Regions from separate parts of the Sus scrofa genome. Here region 1 is linked to region 2. Evidence: chromatin contacts called from public HiChIP or PLAC-seq data. All regions are on one chromosome and are shown on one strand. The core of a region is the stretch at or near the end of the contact, and the rest is flanking DNA. Distances in the headings are between cores, read along the strand shown.

What was found. HiChIP or PLAC-seq counts read pairs in DNA pulled down with a chosen protein or histone mark.
Region 1: an H3K27ac HiChIP or PLAC-seq map of alveolar macrophages shows a contact between it and region 2. The contact joins the promoter of FBXO17 here to the promoter of SIRT2 in region 2. A contact is called at or near these places in 2 of 47 Hi-C or Micro-C datasets (heart right ventricle and liver) and 1 of 2 datasets of contacts at active chromatin or transcription factors (alveolar macrophages).

Annotation. Positions count from the first base shown.
Region 1 is chr6:47,758,190-47,762,809 of Sscrofa11.1, reverse strand. It overlaps FBXO17 (F-box only protein 17), which reads left to right and starts at 3,164. Exons shown (of 7, transcript XM_021094357.1): 1 at 3,164-3,316.
Region 2 is chr6:47,700,803-47,704,937 of Sscrofa11.1, reverse strand. It overlaps SIRT2 (sirtuin 2), which reads left to right and starts at 1,596. Exons shown (of 17, transcript NM_001114271.1): 1 at 1,596-1,653; 2 at 2,499-2,545. The coding sequence starts at 1,638. NFKBIB (NF-kappa-B inhibitor beta) reads right to left here and starts at 1,294. Exons shown (of 6, transcript XM_003355897.5): 1 at 1,019-1,294. The coding sequence starts at 1,197.

The sequences.
Region 1 (4,620 bases), core at 1,915-4,414, 56 kb before region 2:
GTGGAGAGGTCATTGCATTCAGGAGAGAGCTGCGGGGAGGAGGGAGCCGGCGCAACCTGGGTTGTAGGGAGTAGGCAGGAGTGAGAAGAGGTGCCAAGGGAGGCTCGGGGGACTGTCCATGCTTCCAGGATCCTCTCCTCCCCCTTCCCCAGGGCACAGACCACCCAACATTCATAGGCAGGAAAACAAGACATGAAGCGTGGTTCCCTAAAAAGATCCAGCTCTCTGCCAGCCTGAGGCAGTAACTAGGGTGGGTGCCAGCTTCTGGAAAAAGCCAGTCTGGCATTCGTGTGGAGGCGAGGGGCAGCTAGAAGCCGGGCTCCTGGTCTCTCACCAGCCACGTGTGAGGCCAGCCCGGCAGCAAGCCCGACACCCAGACACAAAGCTCCCATTCATGCGGGGCCTGGTGGGAAAACAGTCCAACATTTGTAACGGGAAGTTCAGCCCCATCCCTCACAGACACAGCAGCCTTGTCCCTCAGTCGAGAATGGCAAGCAACAAGCAAGCTCACCAGACAGGAAAGGAAAACCAGCCCCAAGCACGACAGCACCCAAAGGAAACGGACAGTTTGGGATCCAATCAAGGTGCCTGTGCTGTATCTGTCTGTTTGTTTTTTAGGGCCACACCCGCAGCATATGGAGGTTCCCAGGCTACGGGTCCAATTGGAGATACAGTTGCCGGTCTATGCCACAGCCACAGCAACGCGGGCTCCAAGCCACGTCTGTGACCTACACCACAGCTCACGGTAATGCCAGATCCTTAACTCACTGAGCAAGGCCAGGGATCAAACCCACAACCTCATGGTTCCTAGTTGGATTCGTTAACCACTGAGCCACGACGGGAACTCCCTCAATTAAATTTAAAAAAAAAATTGCTACAATTTCTTTCTTTCTTTCTTTTTGGGGGGGTCTTTTTTAGGGCTGCACCAGCAGTGCATGGAAGTTCCCAGGCTAGGGGTCAAATCAGAGTGGCAGCTGCCAGCCCACACCACAGTCACAGCAACTTGGAATAGGAGCCCAGTCTTCAACCTACACCACAGCTCAAGGCTACACGAGATCCTTAATGCACCAAGTGAGGCCAGGGGTCCAACCCACCTCCTCATGGATACTGGTCCGGCTCATTAACGCTGAGCCACGATGGGAACTCCCATTGCTACAGTTTCTTATCCACAAACTTTCTTCATCACTTGGGCTCCAAACTCTTCAAGCAGTAAGACCTGACTGAACTGACATCAGGTGTTTATAACTATTCCACTAAGTGGTATTTCTCCCTACAGACGCTTTACCACAGAAATATCACATATCCTGGAGTCCTGGCTGGACTCTGCCTGGAATACTGCAGACCGTTATATGCATTCTACTACCTTCTGAGTTAGAAAAAAAGAGGGGAAAAGTCCAGAATCCAAATCATCTAGTTCTAGGACTTCCAGAAAAGAGACTGTGTGTGGCTATGTACTGAAAAAGCTACCAAGAATACCAAAATGGCAGTTCCCGTCGTGGCGCAGTGGTTAACGAATCCGACTAGGAACCATGAGGTTGCAGGTTCGGTCCCTGCCCTTGCTCAGTGGGTTAAGGATCCGGCGTTGCCGTGAGCTGTGGTGTAGGTTGCAGACGTGGCTCAGATCCCGCGTTGCTGTGGCTCTGGCGTAGGCCGCTGGCTACAGCTCCGATTGGACCCCTAGCCTGGGAACCTCCCTATGCCGCGGGAGCGCCCCAAAGAAATAGCAAAAAGACAAAAAAAACGAAAAAACAAAAAAAAAAAACCCAAAATGCTCGCATCTCACACTTTCCTCGCGATGGCGCTGTGGTGTCTTTCTGAGACTTTTTTTTTTTTTTTTTTTTTTTTTTTTGCCATTTCTAGGGCTCACTCAACGCCGGATTGTTAACTCACTGAGCAAGGGCAGGGACCAAACCCGCAACCTCATGGTTCCTAGTCGAATTCGTTAACCGCTGGGCCACGACGGGAATTCCTCTGAGACTTTTTCAATGGAGGGGACCTGGGAACTCCAGCTTAAAACCCTTTCATGGGAGTTACCGTTGTGGCGCAGCGGGTTACGAAACCCAACTAGTATCCGTGAGGATGAGGGTTAGATCCCTGGCCCCGCTCAGTGGGATAAGGAGCCCAGAGCTGTGGTGTAGGTCACAGTTGCTGCACGAATCCCACGTTGTGGTGGCTGTGGTGTAGGCCGGCAGTTGCAGCTCCCATTCGACCCCCTAGCCTGGAAACTTCCATATGCCTCAGGTGCGGCCCTAAAATGAAAAAAAAACAAAAAACAAAAACAAAAAACAGCGACCTCCCTAAGCGAGTGACTTGTATGTACCTCGTGCATACCTACCTCTAGGGGTCGGAGAGGTCTCCATGGGGTAATGCAAATAGAGCATTTAGCACAGTGCCCGGGATGAGTCTGGGACTGGCAAGGATCCCCTAGGATGTGGGAGGACTGTGGACCAGAAGACTGGCTCCGGGTTGTCTAAAGTCAATCGGAAAAAAGATATGAGAGCTCAAGGGCAGAGGTCCAGGGAGAAATGTGTTGTGGCCCCATGCTTACTGTGAACCTGGCACTAATTCCCTAGTTTGCAATTTAGGGGCGGGGACAGATACCTAACGTAGGAGCGCCCAGGTTGGCCGCAGAGAACGTGTGGCAAAGAAGTTCAATTTAAGAACAAGCCTGAGGCACTCCCCTGGGGACACAATGTAAATTCGAGAGCATCCCTGAGGACAGAAACTTCTCTCCAAGTGTTTCACACTAGGTCCGAGGGCGGAGTCACAGCACCGCCCTTTACCAGCAGTGGACAGATGGTGGGAGAGAGGTTTTGAACGGCGGAGGCGGCTTGTAGGCCGGTGGCCGGAATAAGAAGGGAAGACGGGGGCCGGGGGGGGAACAGCTAGGACCCTTCCCACGGCGAGGGGCTCCCGGAGAGGCGGAATTCGCCTATCGGAGGTGCCTGCGGTGAGCGCCAGGGCACCCAGGTCTCAGATCGCGGGACGCCTGGGCAGGTAGCCCCGCGCTCCGAGACGTTGCCTGTTGGAGGTGCAGCCTCTCGGAAGAGCCCGCCCGCAGACCTCGGAGCGCGGGGCCCGGGTCGCCGCCCCGCCCGCCTCGCGGCAGCTGGGCCCTCCCCCCGGCGCCTGCGGCCGCCCAGACCCCGCCCCTCCCTCCGTCCGGCTGCGCAGCCGCCCACCGGATCTCGCCGCCGCCCTCCACCCACCCGGAGAGGGCCGACCCGGGCAGCGCCCCCCGACTGCCTCGCGGAGCAGAGTGCGGAAGGGGATCCTGGCCCGCCGCCGCCGCCGCCGCCTCCGAGCGGGCCGCCAGGTGAGCGCCGGGACAGGTGGGGACCCAGGTCGGAATCCGTGTTCTGGCCCCACTCGCGGCTGGAGCGTCCCGGGAAGGATTTCCGCCCCAGGCCCGGCCTGGACGGGCGTGTCCCGGGAGTCCTGTGCCCCAGCGCCCCTTCCCGGGCCCGCCCTCCCTCGCCCCTCCGAGCCCACAGTTACACAAACGCGTGTTTTCGCACAGCAGGGGCTTTGCCAAAACCGGTCCTCTAGAGCCCTCGCCTCTCCGCCCGGCTACTGGTCCGCCGAGGCCACCATGAAATAAATTCCCCTCCCCAAAGTAGTGGACCAACACGTGTTCACTGCAGCGGGTGAAAGGCCAGACCACTCCTAACCAATCCTGGCTTTTGTTTTCCTCTGCCTGGCGGAAAATTCTGTGCATCAGCTTTAGAGCACCGAGTCTTGGTTTAGCAACTTGGGCACCTTTGGTGTGTTTTCACTGCTCCACCGAATTTAAATTTTGTTCTAAGTTATCTTTTGCAGTGTTCAGGGATATCTGTTAACGCACCGTATCTTGTTCCTTCAATTTGAGACAGCAGCTGTCTACCCTCTATTTTGAAAGACCGTAATATCACTAGCCTATTTTTTAAATAAATAATAAAACATTTTTTAAAAAAGTCCCGGGAAAGCAAAAACAAAAGACAAATTAGAACAGAGCTTTGCATGCAACAGCAGTGCTTTAAGCCTTGCGCCCTCCCCCGCAGCCAATTAAAAATTTTTGTAAGTACATTGCTTTTCACAAATGGCACAGTAACTTGTGACCCGTAGTGCATGGTTTTAAATCCTTTTCAGCTTTTTGTTCCTCCGGTGGTTACTTCCAAATCTTTGAAGAGAGTTCTTCCATTGTTATTTCTTAGTTTATCAACTTTTAGACTGTCTGCTAATCCTTTGCTGAAAAATAGATGGACAGCTTTCATCATCTCCGTGGTTTCCCTCCTTCCTGTATAATCACAGCATTCCTTTTAGTTTCTTTATGGGTAGTTTTGTTACATAAAATATTTTTTATAAATTTTTATTTCTTGTTCCATTAAATATATAATCTGTTATATATCTAAAATCTGTTTTATATGCGTGTGTGTATATGTATATATATAAAAATCTGTTGACTCCTTCGTAAGGCCTGACTTTAAAGTTTATTTATTTATTTATTTATTTTTATTTTTTTAGGGCCGCACCTGGGGCACATAGAGGTTTCCAGGCTAGGGGTCCAATTAAAGCTACAACTGCCGGGAGTTCCCGTCGTGGCGCAGTGGTTAACGAATCCGACTAGGAACCATGAGGTTT
Region 2 (4,135 bases), core at 347-2,846:
TGAGAAGATCACTGTTTCCTGAGTGCCTCCTATGGGTCAGGGGCTGCTGGGTCACTGGGGATACAGCGGTAAACACGATACTCAAAAACCCCAGGTACATTCCCTCAATTGGGCCTTTACAACTGTTTTTCCCTCTATGTGCAATGTTCTCCCCAGATAATCTACTTGTCTCACTTCCCTGCTTTATTTTTCTCCAAAGAACTTCTTAACGTCTGACATGCTATTTTTCTTTTTTTTTTTAATTTTTGTCTTCGTTTCTTCCTGCCTTTCTTCTTTCTCTCCCTTTCTTACTTTAGGTCTGTGTATCTTTTTTTCTCTTTCCTTCTCTCTCCTTTTCTTTCCTTTTTCTTCCTCCTACCCTTCCTCCCTCCCTGTCAGTCTATCTGCCCTTCTGTCTATATACCCCCACTAGAATGTATGCTCCACAAGACAAATGTTTTTTGGGCTTTCCTCCCTGCCTTTAGGCCACACCTAAAACAGTTCCTGGAAAGTCGAAGGTGTTGGATTATTTGTTTAATAGATGAATTCCTGCTGTTATGTAGTTTCCATTTTCTCTTTGAATGTAAGCTTTGAAGATCAGAGTTCAGAAGGTGGGATCCTGGAGTCAAAAGCCAAGTATTAATTTCGAAATAAAATCTAAGGCTCATGTAAGTTAGGCGCTGAGGACCAAAGATCATATTTGGAGGATAAAGGTCAGGAGGAGCCTGTCTGAACTACAGTTCTAACAGAGGGCTAAGGACTGGGGTCAGGAAGGTCAAATCGAGTTTTGGATGTGGAATCGATCACTGAATGTGGGTCTGATCAATGAACGCATAACTCTGAGAATCAGTTCAAGAAAGGAAGGCCAGACATTATTGGGTTAGGATCAAAATTAGATAAGAAGTTGGTTTTATCAGAGGCCAGTCTTGGGGTCAGGAAGTCAAGCATCAAAAGACAGATTTAGGATTGAAAGGTTGGGAAGTCAGGATTGGAGATGTGGGACCCTGGGGCCCGATTTGTCAGTCTAAGGTTCACTCACGTGTCGCCATCCTCAGTGACGTAGCCGAAGACGAGGGGCGCCCACGATAGTCCCGGACCCAGCTCCGCGCCTAGGCCTGGTCCTCCGGGGGCCGCTGCGTCCGGACCCAGAGAGCCCAAGCCGCTGTCGCACCATTCATCGGTGTCCGCAGCTTTCCCCAAGCACGCAACCCCAGCCATGGCCCCCGAAGCCTCAGGGGCCCCCAGCGGCAGCCCGCCTGTCGCTGGGCTCTGCCTGGAATTCTCGAGCTTCCGCCCTGCGGGGAATTCCCCAACACGCCCCCCTGACTCATCCAATCAGGGTGGGCTAAGTAGTACACGCCCCGCCCCCATGCCACATGATGACCAATCAGAGCACTCAGGTGGACTACGGCGTTCTACCTTTTCCCACACTTTCCCGGAGTCCTTTACCAGCATGGCTGTGGACGTGGAGCCCTCTGGGACTCGTAGTCCGGCCTTTGCGTGGGGGCGCGCTCCGTACGCGGTGCAGAGCATTATATGCGATCGCGATGGCTGCTGGGAGTTGTAGTTCTCTGCCTTGTCTCGGCCCCCTCCTGTTTCCGGTGCCGTCACGGGACAGAGCAGTCGGTGACAGTCCCGAGGGCCCCCGCCCCGCGCCCATGGCCGAGCCGGATCGTGAGTCGGGGACCCCGGTGGGAGGGCAGGGCTGCACCGGGGCCTAGCTGAGGGTCGTAGGCCCCGGGGCCCGAGGGCAGGCTTGGTGGGGCAGGAGATGGGGGTTGCATGGGGGGGAAAATGGGATTCCGGGGGCAGTTGCCAAGTGATCCATATTGCTAGATTGGTGGCTTTCTGGGTCGCTAGGTTTTAAGGGTCCGTTTGCCACTTCCCCCAAGTTACTAATGATCACATGTTTCTCGCACCTTAGTTGCCAAGGACCCTCGTTGCTAGGGACTTAAGATGCCGCGGTCCTGGTTGCTAAGGGTACCTGGTTGTTAGTAGCAACTGTAGGATGCCAGGGTCCCCTCCTATTGCTTCCTTTTTCTCCGAAACCAACCCCACCCTGCCCGACACACACACACACACACACCACACACACACACACACTCTGCACCTCTTCTCCCAAACCTGCCAACAGGCAGAGTATGTCTTCTCTCCTTTCTATGGCTTCCCACTGCTTGTAAACCTAATGACACACACTCTCACACTACTACACCCTTCCTAACTCCTCCTAAGTCTTCCTCCATGCCGGGCGTGCTTTACTTTCTCTTCCCTCGCCTAAACCTTCCTGTCCCGGCCTCTTTGTCCCTCGCTAACCTCTCCTCCCAGCCGTCTGCACACTGATAAGGTCCGCTTTTCCCCATTGCCGCCCTCCTCCACTTCCATTTTACACCCCCACCCCACCCGGTATGACCAGGTTGGTGAGTTTTCTTGATCCCTCTGCCCCACTAATTTGAAGCCCTTCCTTCCCCCTTAACCACTCCCTTCACCTTAACCACGTCTGCTCCCCCTCCTCCCCCCAGCCTCAGACCCTGTGGAGACCCAGACAGGGAAGGTGCAAGAGGCTCAGGTGAGATGGGGCGGAAGGGTGGCGGGAAGGAGAGAGATGGACTTCCCACACCCCATCCTGGGAGGGAGGTGGCAGAGGGGAGATGGGAACCCCAGGGCCCTGAGCTCCCTGCCCCAGTCCCTCCCCCCACCTCCTGGTTCAGCCTCCCGGGGAATGGTGGATTCTGGGGACTGTCAGAGGAGGGCGTGCAGCCTCAGCCCCCGGCCTGCCCTTCCAAACCTTCCTCTCTCCTTGCCACCCCCCACCCCATCCCTTCTGAACCTCTTTTGCACTGCGCATGGAAGAGATCTCAGAGCCAAGTGTAGGGTGACAAGGAAAGCAGCTCAGGGCACCTTGGGAGCCCAGAGTAAACTTCGTGGAGTCCCACAGATTCCAGCCAGTCCTTTCCCTGGAGGAATCCCACAGGCTGATCTAGGAGTCAGGTTGAGGTACAGACTCGCAGTAGTGAGTGTAGAGTGACTTAGAATTTTCTTAGGTGAGGTGCGAATTGGGGTCCCACGCGGAGGGTACGGCTTGTGCAAACACGGGGAGGCGGGAGAGTGAGATGCGCTCAGAGGTCAGGTGGCTGGGGTGCTCCGCTAATTATTCCCATGGTTGGCATTTCCTGAGTACTTACTCCAGCAGGTACTCTGTCTCGTGCTCTATGTGCAGCGTCTCATCTTCCCAGCATCCCTGTGGGGGGCAAGGCCTACTGTGTCCATTTTACACATGAGGGATTTGAAACAGAGTTTTTCAATAGCTTTTCCTCTGACCCTTGGCTAGAGGAGCAGAGATGGGTTTGCACCCCATGGTACCCAGCACATTGCCTTCCAGATGCCTCGCTTTGGACTCACAGAGGCCCCATTGGCACCTCCAGCTCCCCCTTAGTCCAAGTTGCTCCCACGTGCCGGGCAAGGCCCTCCTGTCCTTCCACAGAGCCTCCCTGTCTGCAGCCTGAAAGCGTGCCAGCCCACCCACAGACGTGAGATGGCAGCTCAGAGGCAGGGCAGTGCAGAAGCTGTGTCACAGCTGCCCACACATGCACAGCAGAGCCACGCTGAGGGTATCAGAGCTCCTGTCGGCCGGCCTCGCCCTCCCCTGGCTCCCGAAGCACGACCACTGTCAGGAAAGAAGTTTTCATGGGAGAAAGGGATCCTCCGTCCCAAAGCTATAAATTGCAGCCTTGTTTGATACGGCAAAGCTGGAAACGACCCAAAGGGCTGTCGGTCCACTGGTTAAATGAACTATGGGGTGCCCTGACAACGCAACACTGTGTAGCTGTTTCAAAGAAGGAGGTGGGGGAGTTCCCATCGTAGCTCAGCAGTTAACAAGCCTGACTAGCCTCCATGAGGACACAGGTTCAATCTTTGGCCTCGATCAGTGGGTTAAGGATCTGGCGTTGCTGCGAGCTGTGGTGTAGGTTGTAGATGTGGCTCAGATCCTGAGTGGCTGTAGCTGTAGCATAGGCCTGCAGCTACAGCTCTGATTCGACCCCTAGCCTGGGAACCTCCATGTGCCTTGAGTACGGCCATAAAAACTAAAAGACCAAAAAAAAAAAAAAAAAAAAACGAGGTGGGAGTTCTCTGATGGCTCAGCCGACTAAGGATGTGG